Regions from separate parts of the Mus musculus genome. Here all the other regions are linked to region 6. Evidence: chromatin contacts called from public HiChIP or PLAC-seq and promoter capture Hi-C data. All regions are on one chromosome and are shown on one strand. Each heading gives the region's core, a stretch centred on a gene start, on an enhancer-like site or on the middle of the called end of the contact. The rest is flanking DNA. Distances are from core to core; before and after follow the strand shown.

Region 1 (2,700 bases), core at 189-2,688, 940 kb after region 6:
AAAGAGGCATTTCACAAAAGATTAATACAAAAATGACTAATATTTTTAAACTCATTCACCAGGCAAAATAAAGTCACACACTGATAAAGTACCACCATCCAAATCGCAGCATTTTTTGAAGATGGTAAGCATCGTAAGTATGGAATAACTAGAGTTCTCAACCGTCTTGAGAAGGCCCAACAGAACCTAATGCCAGAAATTTTTAAAAAATAATCAACCAGAAATAGTGGCAATATACTGCAAGGAGGTCGACGGCAGGAGTACGGGGACAGCCTGGGCTACATAGCAAAACTCTGACCCAGAAAGAAAACCAAACAAAAAAAAAACAGCAATTCCACTCCTCCGAGGTATATATCCCAACCTAGTAATTTGTTGGTTTGTGTTGGTTCACTTAAAAATCATTACCTGAAAACTTAAAATTGTGATCTTTCTACTCCAGATAGGCTTGAATAAATTTTCTAAGATTTCCTTGACACAAACTTCTCATAGAAGGTGAGCATTTTCTATCTTACAGGAAGCAAAGTTCTGGAACACTGAGAAATTATTACTAATAAAATTTAAAACACACACACCAAAAAAAAAAAAAAAAAAAAAAACACCGCGCAAAGATTAAAAACTACCAACAGACCATGTTTCTCTAACTTCAGGAAGCTCTGGAATTCATTCTCTCGGCGGAGAAAGGTTTATTATTCTCCAAAGAAAACCGCTTGTTGCTCTTCAAAATCCCCTCCAGCAGAAACGGGACTGCGAGGGAACCGGTCCAGAACTTTTGCTTCGCTCTTTGGTGAAAAGACCTAAGGTCGGAGTCACCAGCGCAGGCGCCACCACCGCAAGCCAACCCACCGGAAACCCGCGGTTAATCTCAGGCTAGCCCCGTTAGGCGATGGGCAACCGGGTGCACAGGAGCTCCGTGCGCCGTCGCTCTGCACACCTGGCTCGCCCATCACCTGCCGGCAGCCGCCGCAGGCCGAATGGAGACGCCAACTTTCCGAGCAGGGCGCGGCGGACCGCCGTGTCCTCGAGGACGGGCCCCGAGGCCGCCCGGGCCAGGCGAGAGCGGGGAACGCAGGCCCCGGCGGGCTCGCGCCGCAAACTCGGCGGCGGCCCGGGTGGGCGGCGCGGCCCTCGGCGGCGCCCGCGCCCTCCCTCGCCGCAGCCCGGCCTGGCGCGGCGCCCCTCACCTTGGAAACCTGGGGTGGACTCCGCCGTCAACATGAACTTCCCATGCAGCCGGCGGCCGTGCCGCCGCCGCCTCCAAGCGCCTCGGCCCGGCTCGGCCTCCGCGGCCGCGTTCCCCGCGTGACCCGGCGCACGCCTCCTGCTCAGGAACCCGGAGCTGCCCGCGACCCTCCACCGTACCGCCGACGACTCGGGAGAACCCCGCGCAGCCCCACGCCCGCCAGCTCCGCCCGGCTCTGGTCGGGCCGCTTCACGAAAGCCCAGGGCGCAGGCGCGGCGAGGGCCTTAAAGAGCCCCGGCCGGCCTCTACGGCATAATGGGTTCGAGCAGGTTAGGGCCCCGGCCGCGCTGGCGAAGCCGAAGCAGAAGCCGAAGGGATTGGACCGAGAGGAACGGAGGCGGGGAGATCCCTCTCGGTCCTCCGCCCCTCTTCCCAAGCGCCCAGCCCTCGGCCATGCAAACTGCTGACTTCCCAGTCTCTCGAGCCGCCCCTGGCCAGTCAGGGAAGCACAAGACACGCCCCCTCGGAGCCCCCCGGGCGAGCATCCGCGCAGGCCTGGGGCGCGCACAGCGACGCGCAGCTTTGCGAGGGCTGCCCGGAGTCTCACTCCCAAAAACATAATATTAATCAAATGGCACTCGCGGTGGTAAAACAGGTCTTCCACTAATCCTCTAGAATAAACCGTGGGTTTTTTCGGAGTCCGGCAGAGGGTGGGCAATTATCCAACACCAACCAAGAAATTCTTAGAAGGAAATTACTTAGTTTGGGACAAAAACAGCCTATTCATTTGGGTCCTGTCAAAGGAATTGCAGGCAACAAAAAAAAAAAATAATAAAGGCAATATAAATCATTTTTGTTATATACTTGAAAGTGACCAAAAGGATAGTAATTACCATCAAGCAGTCAGAAAAGCTCTAAAATTGTTTACTAATATGATACCACTGGCTTTTACATTTAGATTTGTAAGACCTGTCCAGAAAAAGTTCCACTATCACAAGCACTTCTAGAAAAGACTATTTTTCAACAAGATTAGGATAAGAAATGGGAAGTAAAACCATGTCCTCCACCCAGCTTTGAAATTTTCAAAATAGTCTGAGGCAATTTTTTTTTTTTTTGCATAACTTAGGTCGGGTTATTAATGGCAATGTAACAACTTCATTGTACCAGGCAGTCTTGGCGCATGCCTTTGATCCCTGCACTTGAGTGACAGAAGCAAGCAGATCTCAGAGTTCAGGGCCAACCTGGTCTACAGAGTTTCAGGAGAGCCAAGGCAACACCACCCTGACTCAAAAAACAAACAAAAAACTTCATCATAATTTAATGTATCTACCCCATAGCAAAAGAAAAAAAAGTATAATGTACCTTTCCAATTTATCTGCAAATTCTTTGCTTTTATCTGCTAAAGTTTCCTTGAATCTCTCTCATCTCCTTCATCAGCAACCACCTTAGTTAAAATTACCCTGACCTGCAGATAGTGTAAGGACACTGACCTAGCCTATTTTATCCACATCCCCTCCTAC
Region 2 (2,700 bases), core at 35-2,534, 780 kb after region 6:
CAGGGATTAGGGGCTGAGGTACGAGAGCCAGAGTTTGGATCCCCAGAACTCACATAAAATCCAGACAGATGTAGTGGTCCACAGGCAGATGTGGTGGAGGTCCATAGGCAGATGTAGTGGTCCACAGGCAGATGTGGTGGTGGTCCACAGGCAGATGTGGTGGTCCACAGGCAGATGTGGTGGAGGTCCATAGGAAGATGTAGTAGTCCACAGGCAGATGTGGTGGTCCACAGGCAGATGTGGTGGTGGTCCACAGGCAGATGTGGTGGAGGTCCACAGGCAGATGTGGCAGTCCACTTGCCGTGCTAGATCTCAGGCGGGAGGAGCAGAGGATCCCAGGGACAAGCTGGCTATCCAGACTTGCCAAATCCGTGGGCTCTAGGTTCAAGTGAGAGACCCTGTTTCACTATATAAGGTCAGAGTGATTAAGAAAGACACATGAAATCAACCTCTAGCCTTCACATGTATGCACATACAGACGCATATCAACCACATACATGCAAACACACACATACATATTACATGTACAAACACAGAGAAAAAATCATCAACCATACACATGCAAACACACACATACAAACACAGAGAGAAAAGTCAGTGAATAAAGAGAGTAGAGTTTTTGTCTCTGGACAGCAGCACACTGCTGGACCAGGTGTTGGAGGCAGTTGTATTTCTTTAAGGACACAGAGAATCCTGTGCACCTTACCTCCATCACACAGGTAAGAATAATTTAGGTGATAAACAGATGGTTCTGGGATTCCATCAGCAGTGAGCAGCTGATTTCTGAAATATCCCTCTGAACTGTTTGACAGGAAGAATATACTAGAATAGATTTATTGAAATGTGTGACATTTATTCCTAAGTTGATCAGTGTTAAAATCTATCGCAATGTAACTGAGAATATCAGTGCTCACTCACCTTAAAGAATGAGACCAGTAATTTGAGTTAGGACTCAAATCCCTGCTGTGTCACTTGGTATAAATTTTTACTACGTGATAGTAGTTACTAAAGTGAGGCGATATAAACTGGGTGTGAAGTTCAAGGTTGTATCCTCTGTTACATGAGTTTGAGGCCAGCCTGGACTACACGAAAGCCTGTCTCAAATTTAAAAAGATACCAGTAGCAAGCATAATGATGGTGACCCATCCACTGCCTGCCTACTCAGCACTCAGCCTTCCAGCCTTTCATTTCCCCAAGGTTTCCTAAAACTCTACCTCCTCAGCCTCCCAAGTGCTGGGTGACAGTGGGAGCCATACTTGGTTTGCAGCAGTGAAGCTCTTGCTGTGTATGATGTGGTAATCTCTCTTTTTTTCTTTTTCACTGCAGATTCAGCTTCTGAGTTGTGTTTAATCTTTAGAGTAGGATTGGTGAGTAGAGGAAACCAGATGTTTCGAAGAGACAACGTCATAGTGAAACTGAAAACATCAGCTAAGGAAAGATCTATCACACCTTTTGTTTCAGGGACAGTGAGCTTTGGGCCATCCGACTCCTTTTTATTTGATAATATAAAGTTAGTGGCAGGTACGGGAACACAACAGTAGTCCAGGCTGGCCTCAAACTCATGTAACAGAGGATACAACCTTGAACTTCACACCCAGTAATCCTGGGACTTGGGGTGAGAGAAAGAGGACAGCCTGGGATACGTAAGACCCAAATCAAAACAAAGGACAACAACAAAATGTTAATTCCTGCACATCATGAGACCAGAACAAGCCAGCCACACTCTTCCTGCTTGATTCTGCAGTAAACTGCTGTTCCTTCCAGTGCAATCTGGCCCATTCCTGCCCTGGCAATGTGATACACACAGGACTCAAACTCACAGCACAGACACTGGGATGTGAGGGAACTGCAGCCAAACTCTTAGTTTTAACCTTTCTAACCTTTCTGAGACCCTAAGCCCAGGCTAGCCCATGAAGTATGGCTGCTCTTGGCCTCTTCATTCTTCTAAACTTCCCTCTGTCTGCTGTGTAGGCTTAGATTAGATTAAAAACATTAGTGGAGCTGAGAAGACATCTCCAAAGTGCAGTGGGTATGTTAGCATCTGCCAGTGTAGGGGGAGAGATGGAGGCTTACAGCCAGCCTAGCCACCAATGAGCTCCTGATTTACTGTGAAAGATCTTGTCTCAGGAAGTTCAGTGGACAACAACAGAAGATGTCCACACAGACCTCTGATGTCTACATGCACAGGCGCCTACACACAAACATCTGTGCACATGTATAGCATATGTATACACACTACACACAAAAGAAAACCATTAATAAGTAGAGAAATGTATGCATGTATTCCTAACATACCCATGCCCAGAATTCCAACTGCTCTGAACTTTTAAGGTGAACTTTTAAGGTAAATTTTAGAGGTAGTGGAGACTAAACCCAGGGCCTTATACATGCTACATACACATGGTACCAGAGTTACATGCCATCCCCGGTAATATTTATTCATGAAGTATTTACTTTCTGACCTGCACTGATAAAGACCCTGGAGATGTAGTAATAAACAAGACAGACATGATCTTGAGTTATAAAAAAGTAAATAAAAGAAAATCATCAGGAAAATAAAGGTGAAGAGAGAATCTCTACGTAATGTATGAGAGCATCACCTGTCAATTAAAAAAAAGCCTATGGCCAATGAGCTGAGGCAGGAAATAGGAGGTGGGAGTTCCGGCAGAGAGGGTGAGGGATTCTGGGAAATAGTCAGAC
Region 3 (2,700 bases), core at 201-2,700, 510 kb after region 6:
CAGGGTTTCTGTGTAGCCCCGGCTGTCCTGGAACTCACTTTTTAGACCAGGCTGGCCTCGAACTCAGAAATCTGCCTGCCTCTGCCTCCCAAGTGCTGGGATCAAAGGCGTGTGCCACCACGCCTGGCCCTTCACATTTTCTTAATCCAAATCATTTATTCCTCAAAGCTAAGTAGGTGTAATGAGCACAGTAAAACAAAACAAAACAAAACAAAACAAAAAAACATGCATTTTAGATTTGTAAAAATAGCTTAGCCAGGAATTCCACTGAACTCAAGGCTGCACCTGATAACCAAAACCTAGTGGCACCACTTAGATAATTAGACACAGCCCTAGAATCCCGTTGACGCCAGTAGATAGAATGTAAACAGAGATTAAGAGTCTGCCCTGTGGCTGGAGAGTCTCTCCCAGGATCCTGACCCTTAATCAAAGACTGTTAGAGTCGTCTGATACAGGCTGACTCCATGACAGGCTTCAAATTGGCAGTCCAGGAGACTAGGCCTAAGAACTGGGCAAATCCAGGCAAGCCCAGGCAAGTCAGTTACTAGAAAAAAACCCTGGCTTTAGGCAGCTGGTCAGAAACTGCCCTGCCATCAGAAGCTGTCCTGCCACCTGGCCTGAAGCAAGGGCAAAGGGTCAACAACAGTTTCCATCCCCCACACCCTGGTAACGGAATATTCTTAGAGATGGAGCAAGATGAAGGTTATCTATCCCAGAATCCCCTAATGTGCTTAAATCAGGCCTGCGAGCTCACTTGATTGTCTCTGTCTTGGTAATGGGAGACCCCAGCATGCTGGACTTCTGTAGAATAAAACACTCTTTGTGTTTACATACTATTTGAGTCCTAGGTATCATTCCTTGGCGAATCATGGACCCTTATATAACCTTCAGCTAAGATACATCACCCAGTTAAGCAGCCTTAGGGAGATGGCCTTGGGACCATAGGAATTTAGGGCATGAACCTTATGTGATGACCCTCGGCATACTAAAATATAACTTGTGCTATACCAACTATGCCTATCTACCTCCTTGCTCAGGACATTAATACTCACTACTGGAAAACTCTTGTGATCCCATCCCCCACCTTACCCCCAACCCCCATCTTTCATAAAGAGGGCAGAGGATGCAGACACCCCAGAAAGAACACATACAAATTCTTCTCACATTGATTTCAAGTCACTTCTCCATAACACTCATTAAACGGTTGACTTAACACCAACCAGTAAGAAGAAAGAACAGATTACAGCTCTGGGGACCTTCCCTTCAGGTCAGTTAGGAGGGCGCAAACAGGCCAATGTAAACAGAGCGAGTGCGCCTGCGCAGCAGCGCCCGGTCACGTGGCTACGGGCTTTGAGTCCTAGGCGCGCGGTGCCTGGTCCGCAGCATTTAGGGACCGGCTGCAAACTAGGTGGGGGCGGGAATTTTCCTTCCGGGGCGGATTCGGCTGCGCGCTGTTGGGCTCGGGAACGCCCCCGTACCGGTCCAGCGCGGCCTGGCACCGGGGTTCTGCGGCCGACATGGCCCACTGTGGAGCGGGAGGTGCGGCCCCGGTGGCCCTTCTGAGTTCCCCGGGGCATGGCAGGAAGGGGCTGCCCAGGAAGGGGCCCGGGGAGCGGCGCCGGCTGAAGGCGGCGGTGTCGGAGCAGCTCAGCCGCGACGTGCTCAGGTAGGAGGCGGGAGCAGCGCTGCTCACTCCCTCCCCGCCTCGCTGCAGTCTCGCTGGGCGCCTCCCTCCCAAGGAGGCTCAGCCCGACCCAAGGAACCGGTGTCTAGGCACTCAGAAGGAGGACAAAAATTAGACCTACACGATGCGTTGCAACCAGTGTTTCTAAGGTTCACACACCGGCAGTGGCTGTTGCTGAGTTCGGGCTGCGTCCAGACCCTGAAACACATACCATGTCTTTAAAAAGTTGGAAGAAAAATTATTCAATTAGGAAAACGAGTGTTTTCTTGACATGAAGGACCGAACCGTGTGCCTTTAACGGGGCAGCTCAGGGTCACAGCTACCATTAATTCCTCTATGCTCTTAGCAGGGAAGGCATAATTCTGACAGGTGGGCAAGATGAACCCGGCCATCAACTAGTGGGGGAAACACATACTGCTGTACTGAAAATAATTCTGGCAATAGCTCTGCTGTGCAAACCTCCCATCCACCCAAGTGGTCAGACTTGCAGACTCCTGTCTCTATTTAAATTGTTCAAAGTGCAGACTGGGGCTGGAACTCGATTTAAAGATGACGGCATATATGAAAATGCATCTCCTAAGGTGTGTATATAAGTTAGTAAAAATTTACTCAAGGCCAGCTCTTCCTTAGGCATTAATTAGCCATACGCAGACCTGTGATAAGTGCGGGAGTGATTTCTTACTGGGAATGCGTATTCTTTCTATAATAGTGTGGGTGATGAGAACCAAACCCAGGCCCTCTGCAAGAGCAATGCTGCTAACCTCTGGATCATTTCTCTCTTATTGCACAATACTTTCGTTTGCTTATTTGGGTTTCGTTGTTTTGTTTTTTGGGTTGTTTTTTCTCAATGTAGCCCAGACTGTTCAGGAACTCACTCTCTAGACCAGGATCACAGATCAGCCTGCCTCTGCCTGTCATTAGAGGCATCTGCCACCACACCTGGCTTTATTCTACAAATCTTACTGTGAACAACTGTGGAAATTTGGGGATCTTCACGTTGAGCTCATATGTTTATC
Region 4 (2,700 bases), core at 126-2,625, 670 kb after region 6:
ACTTATACTCATATATACCCCCTACCAACACACATAAACAGACATGTACATGATTTAATATGCTTTTAAATACAATTTACTAACGTTTACCTTCATACATATGCATGTGCCTGATGCCCATTGTGGGCCAGAACAGGGCCTGGGTTTTGAGAAATGAACCCAGGTCCTCCGCAAGAACAAGTGCTCTTAACCACTGAACCATCTCTCTAGCCCCTTATGCCCCTTGTGAGCGAGGGTCTCTCTCTCTCTCTCCATAGCCCAAGCTGTCCTGGAAATTTACCATGTAAACCAGGCCAGCCTCAAAATCAGAGACCCCTCTGCCTTTGCCTCCCAAAAGTACTAGGATTGAAAGTCACCACCACCATCATCATTATCATCTAATCTACTTTCCTGATTTTTTGATATTTACAAGTCAAAAAAGAAGAAGCAGAATTTAGTTAAGATAAATAACATGAGTGACCACAAAGTAAAGATACTCTATGCCCTTCCCATATATTTAAAGGTGTTTTCGGAGAAGTACTTACACATCTTTTTATTATGCTCTGAAGTTCCTCCACAGCCATTCCTAATTATTTTCCTAATTTTGATGCTGTAATGAACTAATACAAAAAAACCCAGTTAATTGTGTGATACCATGTAAATTATGTTTCATAAACCGTTTCATTCTGAATTATTAGACAACAAACACAATGTAAAGTTTTATAGGTTAACTGCTATTACTGAACGTTACTGTGTTAGCCTAATGAAGCATTTTTAAAAGCCCCTGATATAATGCCTAAAGAAAGTAATTTTTAAAGAATGACGAGTAAAAAAATAAAAAGAGCCCTAGAAAGAACTACTAGAAAAGCCTTTGTTTAAAAGGAAAACAAAAATCCAAATTGTGGACCTGGAATGAAAAATCTAATCATTAAGTAATTTTTTTAAATGTCCCATTGACAAAAACTGGAATCCAACATAATTAAGTCACCCAAAGAAGTTGAAGATTCCGATGCCGCCCACCCCATTCTCCACAGGATCTCCCTCCTCACATAAACAATCGTCAGTGAGATCACCGAGTATCACGAAAAGGAGGCCAGCAGCGAAGGTCCTTGCCCCGCAGGCGCGAACAGGAAAATCACACCCTACCGCGCCTGGCTGAGGCGAAGGGAGGCCATTTCTCCCTGCTCCTGCAGGGCAGGGTGTCCAGGCTCCAGCACCTCCAGAGGCCGAGCAGGAGAGCCGCGTGCGGCGCAGGTCCTGTTCGGCGAGCCCGATCCGCCCGACCCAGCATGTCTACCTACCCGCCGATCCACGCGCCTGCCTCTTGCCCTCCTCCTCCTTCTCCACTTCAGGTAGCGCAGGCCGCACTCCTGGCCCCGCCCCCGGACCGGACCCTCCCCCTCCGCCGCTCGCCCCGCCCCGCCCTGGGCCCGCCCCCTCCGCCGCTCGCCCCGCCCTCCCTGGGCCCGCCCCCAGCCCGGTTCCGGGCGAAGCGTGAGGAGGTAGATGTGCTGTCCCGACCCCCTCTTCTGACCGCATTTCCCCATGGCTGACTCTGCCGTACCTTGCTCTCTAGGCCCAAGTACCCGGGCTTCCAGCACCCACCGAGATGCTACCGGTACGAACAAGAGCCACCGTCCCAGGCTGGGACCCTGAGACCTTGGTTTGAGTACCACGCACGCGCGGGCCTCTTTCTGAGGCTGCGCCGGGGAGAGCGAGAACTCCGGGTGGATGAGGCCCAGAGCTTCCCAACGCAGGCTGTCCTAGTGCCTTCGGGGGAGGAATCCCACACTCTTACACAGGGGTTTTAGGATCTACCCGTACGTGGGAACAAGTGGCCAAGGCAGGTGGTGGTCAGTTGCCTTGAACCTTGGATTGCTTTGATATCTGGTCTCTGAGGTCTCAGACTCCTCTCTTTAGGCAAGGGAACAAACATTTGGGAGACTGAGCAATGTTTATTCTAAAGGAACCCAGTTTAGAGAGTGTTTTAAAAGCACTTGATTAAAGCGCATCCGATGAGAAAGAGTCCTCGAAGAGACTGCCGTCATGAAAATGTAAAATGTAATTAATTTACAGAAACAATTGAATTTGCTTCCTGTTTAGCCCCCCCTTTTGTTTTTGTTTTTCTGGGGGGGGGGTTGTTTTTCTTTTTTTGTACACATCGAAGTTGGAAATGAGATGTGTGAGAGAAAAGGAAATGGTGCCTACAGTGTGATATTTGGGGACTACTCTGCTACATCAAATGCATTGGCACTTGACTTTTCTCTCTTCAATTGTAGGTACTAAACAGACCCGAGCCCTGAAACGAGGAGATGCATCTAAAAGGTAGAACCACGTGGGCATCTGCATTTCACTTTGCTTTTATCTCATTAATTCAATCTGATTTGGTTTTTTTTTTCTTTTCTTTTTTTTTTTCTTTTCTTTTTTTTTTTTTTTTTTTTCTTTTTTCTTTTTGGTTTTGGTTTTTTTGTTTTGATGTTCTGTTTTCTGATCTTGCAATCTGGGAATTGAACTTAAAGACTTTGTACATTCTAATGAAGCTCTTTGTCTAATTTACCGAGCTATACTCCAGCCCAAATAGTTTAAAAGCATAGTGCATACCTTTCTTGAGAAAATACTGAAGACTCAGGAAGCACTGTCGATTCTCACGTAAGACTGCTCTGTCCTTCAGCTGTAGGAAAACCAATGTGGAGGCTTAGGCTGTTGGAAACTATCATGAAC
Region 5 (2,700 bases), core at 184-2,683, 800 kb after region 6:
ATTCTGGGATCTGACAATTTCTAAACAATGAATTCTGGACATAAAAGAAATGCCAGCCAGAGAAGGACCAGTTCGTTTGACCTCGCCTGTTAGTTCCAGGCAAACGAATTAAGGGCCAGCCTGGAGCTAAGGGACTTAGAAGGAGGCAGAGGACACTTTGGGCAAGGTGTCCAGCACAAAAGCTGGATGCCTCCCCTGAACCCTGTTCCCTTAGGAGCCAGATCCCTAGGCCGACCCTCTGCATCCCTTGTGCGGGCTTCCCTCCGTGCTGCGACTCCAGAACTCTGCCACAAGACCTCGAATCAAGGCTTACCTGGAGACACGGAGGGAGAAGGGGGCCTCCAAAAGTCCTCGAACTCGGAGCAGGGGTCACAAACGCTGCCTTCGCAGCTGTTGGGGGACGCGGAGGCCCTGTCGGGAGCCTCGGTAAGCTGAGAGTCGGGGGACAAACGCTCTCGGGGCTCCATTTTCGACTCGCCTGCACTCACAGCGCCGCCCTCTGCGGAAAAGATTCAGGAGAGAAATAAACCTAAACCTGGCCGAACTGAAGTGGTTCCACCGTGGCGCCCGTGTCCTCCTCTGTCCACTCTGACCCAACCGGGAGCCCTCCCTCCCGAATTCAAGAGCCGACTGCGAGCGCCAGGGGCATCTCTGGCAAGCTCAGCAAATCTGAGCACCGGGAAACAAAAACAAAAACAAAAAAGCACCCGAGGGGCGTTAGGATAGCCTCCCCCGATTCCTAGGAAACGAGGTGGCTTGGAGCAGAGTCGGTGTCCTCGGCAGCTGCCCTACCCGGCCTCTGCGCGCTTCGCACCTGCTCTGCCCGGCGCAGGCACGGTCTCCAGGCGCAGGGAGTAGTCCGGCCCCGGAGAACGCGGCTGGTGATAGCTGTGCGCCTTCTTGCTCTTGACCAGGAATGAGCGCGGCATGGTGGTCAGCCGCTGGACGAATGTTTGGACCCTCGGATACTCTGAGTTCTGAGAGAAGGGGGAAAATTGGGTGGAAACGAGGGTCAGCACCGATGGCGGTTGTGGTAGGTTCCCAGGCCAAGGAAGAGTGTGGGCCAGGGAGGAGAGAGGGAAGCCGCGGGAGGAGGGGCCTGGACCCAGGCGCCACGCTCACCAGGTGGCACTCGGACAGGTGGCACGAATCCCGGCCTCCGCCGCCACTGCAACAGCTCAGTGGTAAAACCTGTCCCCAGGCTCTGGCTCTGGTCCCTTTGCTCTGCCCTGCCCACGCCTCAGCCCCTCCCCTTCCCTACCAAAGCTAGATCATCACTCTCCTGAGAGCAGTAGTCCACAACTGGTCCGTTATCCCAAGTCAACCCTGCAAGCCCACCTGCTCCCTTCTGGGTTGTGGCTCACGCCAGGGATGCGTGGCTTAGTTTAGCCAGTCAGGGGGCATCAGTGTTTGGGACCCGGAAGGGGCTTGGAGCCAAAACCTCCAGGAGCCCCGCGACGAACAGAAGCGAAAGAGGGGCGTACTAGGGACTGGTTTGCCTAGGGACTATGTGCTGCAGTGGCTGGAGCAGAAGTCAGGAAGCCAGAGGCACAGGAAAGTGAGGTGGGAGTGGCAAAGGACCAACACTTGTCCCAGGAGAAACGCCCACTGGAATAGTGGTGTGGCACCGGCCAGGACGGCGACCACTGAGAAACATTCCAGACCTGTAGGCCTTGCTTCAGAAACTAAGTCCCAGAAAGAATTATTTTCTGATCTGCTCACCAAAAATCTTGTCCTAGGGAAGTTGAGTTTAAACTGCGTGCTTACTGGCAAACACGCGGTGCCCAAATTTAATGAGTGCCAACGACTTCGCGGGCCAGCAAGATGAAACCGGAGCGCGCACGAGTGAGCAGTGGCCAGAAGGCCTGGCCAGGAGGCCAGGGTCCCTGAGCATGACCGAGAGCTGGCGTCGCTCTCTTTAACCCCCAATCAGTTCACCTAATCTCGGGTCGAAACCTGAGCCCTGCAGGAGGCGGGGCTGAGACTGCGTCCCAGCTCCTGGCCCGCTCCGGGGGCGACCCTAGGGAGGCCTAGGGTGAAACGAATCCGCCTGCCTCCAAGGTCCAAGGCAATAGAGGCTGAACGGCGGCGGCGGGCTCAAAGACTGGGGCACAGGCCGGCGCACGCCCCGGGTCTTTGGGCTTCGTGCAGTTCAGACTGAGGAACCCGAGCCTCTTCGCCACCCCCCCCCAGGAGCGCGTACAGAACACACCCTGTTGTACCCACTTAAAAGGAGCCCAAGGACTCCTGCTTCAGATTCCCAGTCATAATGTATAGTCACACGCCTTGGTCGGGTTTGGCTCCCAGAACCCAGGCTCCGGCGCTTTAATTTTCCCGCACTCCCTGTCTGTACAGCCAGACGCTCCAACCAGAGGACAATTCTTAAAGCAAGCATGAAGAGCAAGAAAACAGGGCAAGAGTTCTGGAGGCCTCGATGAGGTTCGGTCCTGCGATAGCCAAGAACGGGACCCGTGGGAAGCAGGGCTGTCTGGTCCCGCGCTGGGTCTGCGCGTCAGCACCACGCGGGACAGGGTAGACACAGAGGTGGCGTCCTCGCCCAGGCCACAAACCTACGCTTCGGAGGGCTTTGCTGGGTTCCGGGTAGGAGGGGTAAGGGGATGGCAAGGAGGCCCAGCGCGTGGGAAGGCAACCTCGTGCTGCAGCTGGCGTCCAGGGGGCGGGGCGGCACGCTCCTGGCAC
Region 6 (2,700 bases), core at 64-2,563:
AATTTTTCATTCTAAAAGAAAGTGAAACAAATTAAAACTAATTTTAAATGTTACCCTGTACAAAAAGACCTCCCATGCACACAGTAGCAAGAACATTTTTCTGGTTTTAGTATAATAGTCGGTATAACTTTAGTTCAGAATAAAAACATCACATATATATTTTAATTCTGATGTACTCCAATGGGGGGAAAACTCTTTATCCAAAATTGTGCATCTCTCCATCTTGTATTCTTAGCTTTTTAAAAAACACTCACCTGTAATTGTTACTGTGTGTTTAGTTTATCTTTCTCCCTAGAAAGCAAAAAAGGGATGTTTGTTTCTTCTTCTTAATGTGCTTCAATAACCTGGAACAGTTCCTGGCATAGAGAAGATAACCCATAAAAATTCATTTTGGAATGAGTGCACTAGCAATCAATTTATAAAATAATTCTAAATAAAGCAATTTTAGTCAACTGATTTCCCTCAGTTAAGTTTGAATTTTTTATTTTTCTAGCTGGACTCTAAAAGATGGTGAATTTGGAATTTTCATGATGTAAATAAATACTTTTAAAAAACCATCCCTAAAATAAACGTTACATTTTGATGTAAGGTGATAACTTTTTAATTAAAGTTTTAAGTTTAGATATTCTAAATTTGTCTCAAAGTTCTTATTTCAGAGCCTCGCATAGTGGTACAAGCTTATAGTTCAGCCCTGGAAAGGTGGAGGCAGGAGGATCAATTTAAGGCCAGTCTCAGCCAAGGTCAGCTTGGGCTACATACACACACACACACACACACACACACACACACACACACACACACACAAAACAGGTCTCACCGTGTAATACAGAAATATAGTGCAAAATTCTGTAAGTGATATCGCCCCAAGTATTTTTAGAGTCCACACTGCGACCTGTTTTGTATGGCTTGTGGCTTGTAGAAGTAACACACACCTTTCTGTATTTCTGACAACCTTAGTATCTTATTCTCTATGATCTTTTACTTGTTGTATAAAAGTACTGGACAGCGGTTTCCTTATAATTTTTGCAACTGAAAACATACTTAAAGGCGAGTGGCTCCCAACAGCAACCCCAACAGTTGGGAGGTGGAAGATGAAGCTAGGCAGGGATAGCCTAGGCTACAGAGTGGGGACCTGTCTCAAACAAACTAGTACTTATGTCAGAAGCGCAGACGTCCACGCATAACAACCAACCCGTCAGAAATCATCCGCCGGTGCAGAGACCCAGGCCCAGCGACCACGCACCACAACTGAGCGCGAGGGGAGGACAGCGGACTAGAGAACAGACCGGCCCGGCGCGCTCCGGGCGGGAGGCTGAGGCGACGCGCATGCGCGCCTTCCCCGCCGCACCTCCGACCCCCGCACCGCACGGTGCGCCTCAGGCCTCAGGCCGCGCTCCCTGACGGGAATGTGTGGGAGACGCCCGCTCGCTCGCTCGCTCGCCCGCTGAGGGCGCCCGGCTGCCCGGCCCGGTGGTCCATACCCCACGCATCCCCTCCCCATCCCTCGCACTTCCCTCCCCGTCACGCGCCTCCTTCCCCACCTCCTCCCTCCCCGCACGCGCTTCCCTACCCACCCACCCTACCTCCCTCCTCTCCCCGGCCCCGCCACTGCTCGCTCACCGAGCCCCCCACGCGCCCACGCGAGGCGCGCGCGTCCCGCCCAGGCCACAGCCACCTGCCGGGGGGAGGGGGGCTGAGTCGAGCGCCGATTTACCGACCCTTCGAACGCCCCCCAAGCCCGGCTTAGTCAAACGCCTAAGAATGGATCGGCAACCCCCAGTCCCCTTCCCAGCCCAACTGTTTCCTTCAGAGATGTGTGGTTGGTTTTGATGGGCGCACCGCTAATCATTAAATAAATATCTTACCTTGGGGGTCCTCTACTGCCAGGCATTAGCTAGGCCGCAGCCCTGGAACCTCCATTTTCTTCCTACCTAAGTGTCTAATTTAAAATGGCACCCATTAGGTCACTGTTGAGCTACAAGACTGAGTTTAAACATTCTATCCAGAGAGGTCAGGAAATACATCTGATGTAAATATTTGATACCAAATATCAATTATTTATTTCCAGAGCGTGCCTATGCCTGGCCCCCAGCTCTTCTTTCTACACTCTATTTCCCTTAAGCAGACATTGACATTGTGTTTCGTTGTTTAACAGTACGATTAGAAAAAGTGTATGTTTAAAAACTTCAAGCAGATCTCTGCTGTATTTGAAGCATCTATTGTTAATTAGCGTGTATATATTTAAAAAAACACATACAAAGTGCTTTTTTTTTTCTATTGACTTAACGCGCAAGTGGCAGCTTTGCCCACCATACAAGTCATCTGCGCAGATCGCATAAAACACAGCAGCCTCTGAGCAATTCTGAGGCTTGTTAATGTTTTATTTCCCACAAGTGAGCACCCAAGCCACGATAGGCTCTGAATTTTCCCTTCCACAGAGCTTGCTGGGCACACCACAGGTCCTGGCTTCTTGGCCTCTGAGAGAACTAAGCTCTGCTGCTGGGAAGTCTCGCTCCTACACGTGCTCACCTCTGTACTCAGAGCAGAGGCAGAGCTGAATAACCCCTTCAAACCACAAAACTAATGTTTAGGTCTCACTTATAAACAGCTCCCTTCTGGCAAATTTTACATCCTAATTTCTAGGTTCTGAAATAGAGTAAAATCTTAAGCCAAGGAACTAATTTGAACTTGTTTATTATA

The links. Promoter capture Hi-C pulls out the DNA fragments that hold promoters and counts their contacts. HiChIP or PLAC-seq counts read pairs in DNA pulled down with a chosen protein or histone mark.
Region 1: a contact with region 6 is called in an H3K27ac HiChIP or PLAC-seq map of embryonic stem cells, with 5 times the contacts expected there. The contact joins the promoter of Evi5 here to the promoter of Hfm1 in region 6. A contact is called at or near these places in 2 of 39 promoter capture datasets (hippocampal neurons and pre-B cells) and 1 of 115 datasets of contacts at active chromatin or transcription factors (embryonic stem cells).
Region 2: a promoter capture Hi-C map of embryonic stem cells shows a contact between it and region 6, with 4 times the contacts expected there. The contact joins the promoter of 4930428O21Rik here to the promoter of Hfm1 in region 6. A contact is called at or near these places in 5 of 39 promoter capture datasets (the 3T3-L1 cell line, embryonic stem cells, hippocampal neurons and 2 more).
Region 3: a promoter capture Hi-C map of embryonic stem cells shows a contact between it and region 6, with 4 times the contacts expected there. The contact joins the promoter of Btbd8 here to the promoter of Hfm1 in region 6. A contact is called at or near these places in 13 of 39 promoter capture datasets (the 3T3-L1 cell line, the C10 cell line, cranial neural crest and 9 more), 2 of 484 Hi-C or Micro-C datasets (both in embryonic stem cells), 7 of 115 datasets of contacts at active chromatin or transcription factors (astrocytes, embryonic forebrain, embryonic stem cells and 2 more) and 2 of 9 other capture datasets (adipose tissue and macrophages).
Region 4: a promoter capture Hi-C map of embryonic stem cells shows a contact between it and region 6, with 2.3 times the contacts expected there. The contact joins the promoter of Glmn here to the promoter of Hfm1 in region 6. A contact is called at or near these places in 7 of 39 promoter capture datasets (cranial neural crest, embryonic stem cells, hippocampal neurons and 3 more) and 2 of 115 datasets of contacts at active chromatin or transcription factors (bone marrow-derived macrophages and large pre-B cells).
Region 5: a contact with region 6 is called in an H3K27ac HiChIP or PLAC-seq map of embryonic stem cells, with 3 times the contacts expected there. The contact joins the promoter of Gfi1 here to the promoter of Hfm1 in region 6. A contact is called at or near these places in 1 of 39 promoter capture datasets (embryonic stem cells), 3 of 115 datasets of contacts at active chromatin or transcription factors (double positive thymocytes, embryonic stem cells and large pre-B cells) and 1 of 9 other capture datasets (embryonic stem cells).

Annotation. Positions count from the first base shown.
Region 1 is chr5:107,867,610-107,870,309 of GRCm38.p6, forward strand. Evi5 (ecotropic viral integration site 5) reads right to left here and starts at 1,439. Exons shown (of 20, transcript NM_001378824.1): 1 at 1,182-1,439.
Region 2 is chr5:107,702,196-107,704,895 of GRCm38.p6, forward strand. 4930428O21Rik (RIKEN cDNA 4930428O21 gene) reads right to left here and starts at 1,285. Exons shown (of 3, transcript NR_045871.1): 1 at 1,215-1,285; 2 at 54-378. RefSeq lists an enhancer at 1-2,195.
Region 3 is chr5:107,436,480-107,439,179 of GRCm38.p6, forward strand. Btbd8 (BTB (POZ) domain containing 8) reads left to right here and starts at 1,451. Exons shown (of 18, transcript NM_001378266.2): 1 at 1,451-1,666. The coding sequence starts at 1,518.
Region 4 is chr5:107,596,264-107,598,963 of GRCm38.p6, forward strand. It overlaps Glmn (glomulin, FKBP associated protein), which reads right to left and starts at 1,376. Exons shown (of 19, transcript NM_133248.2): 1 at 1,281-1,376; 2 at 525-599. The coding sequence starts at 563. Rpap2 (RNA polymerase II associated protein 2) reads left to right here and starts at 1,433. Exons shown (of 13, transcript NM_144911.3): 1 at 1,433-1,597; 2 at 2,259-2,304. The coding sequence starts at 1,525.
Region 5 is chr5:107,722,910-107,725,609 of GRCm38.p6, forward strand. Gfi1 (growth factor independent 1 transcription repressor) reads right to left here and starts at 1,434. Exons shown (of 6, transcript NM_010278.2): 1 at 815-1,434; 2 at 314-499. The coding sequence starts at 929. RefSeq lists a promoter at 1,065-1,453.
Region 6 is chr5:106,924,577-106,927,276 of GRCm38.p6, forward strand. Hfm1 (HFM1, ATP-dependent DNA helicase homolog) reads right to left here and starts at 1,314. Exons shown (of 40, transcript NM_177873.3): 1 at 1,193-1,314; 2 at 255-356.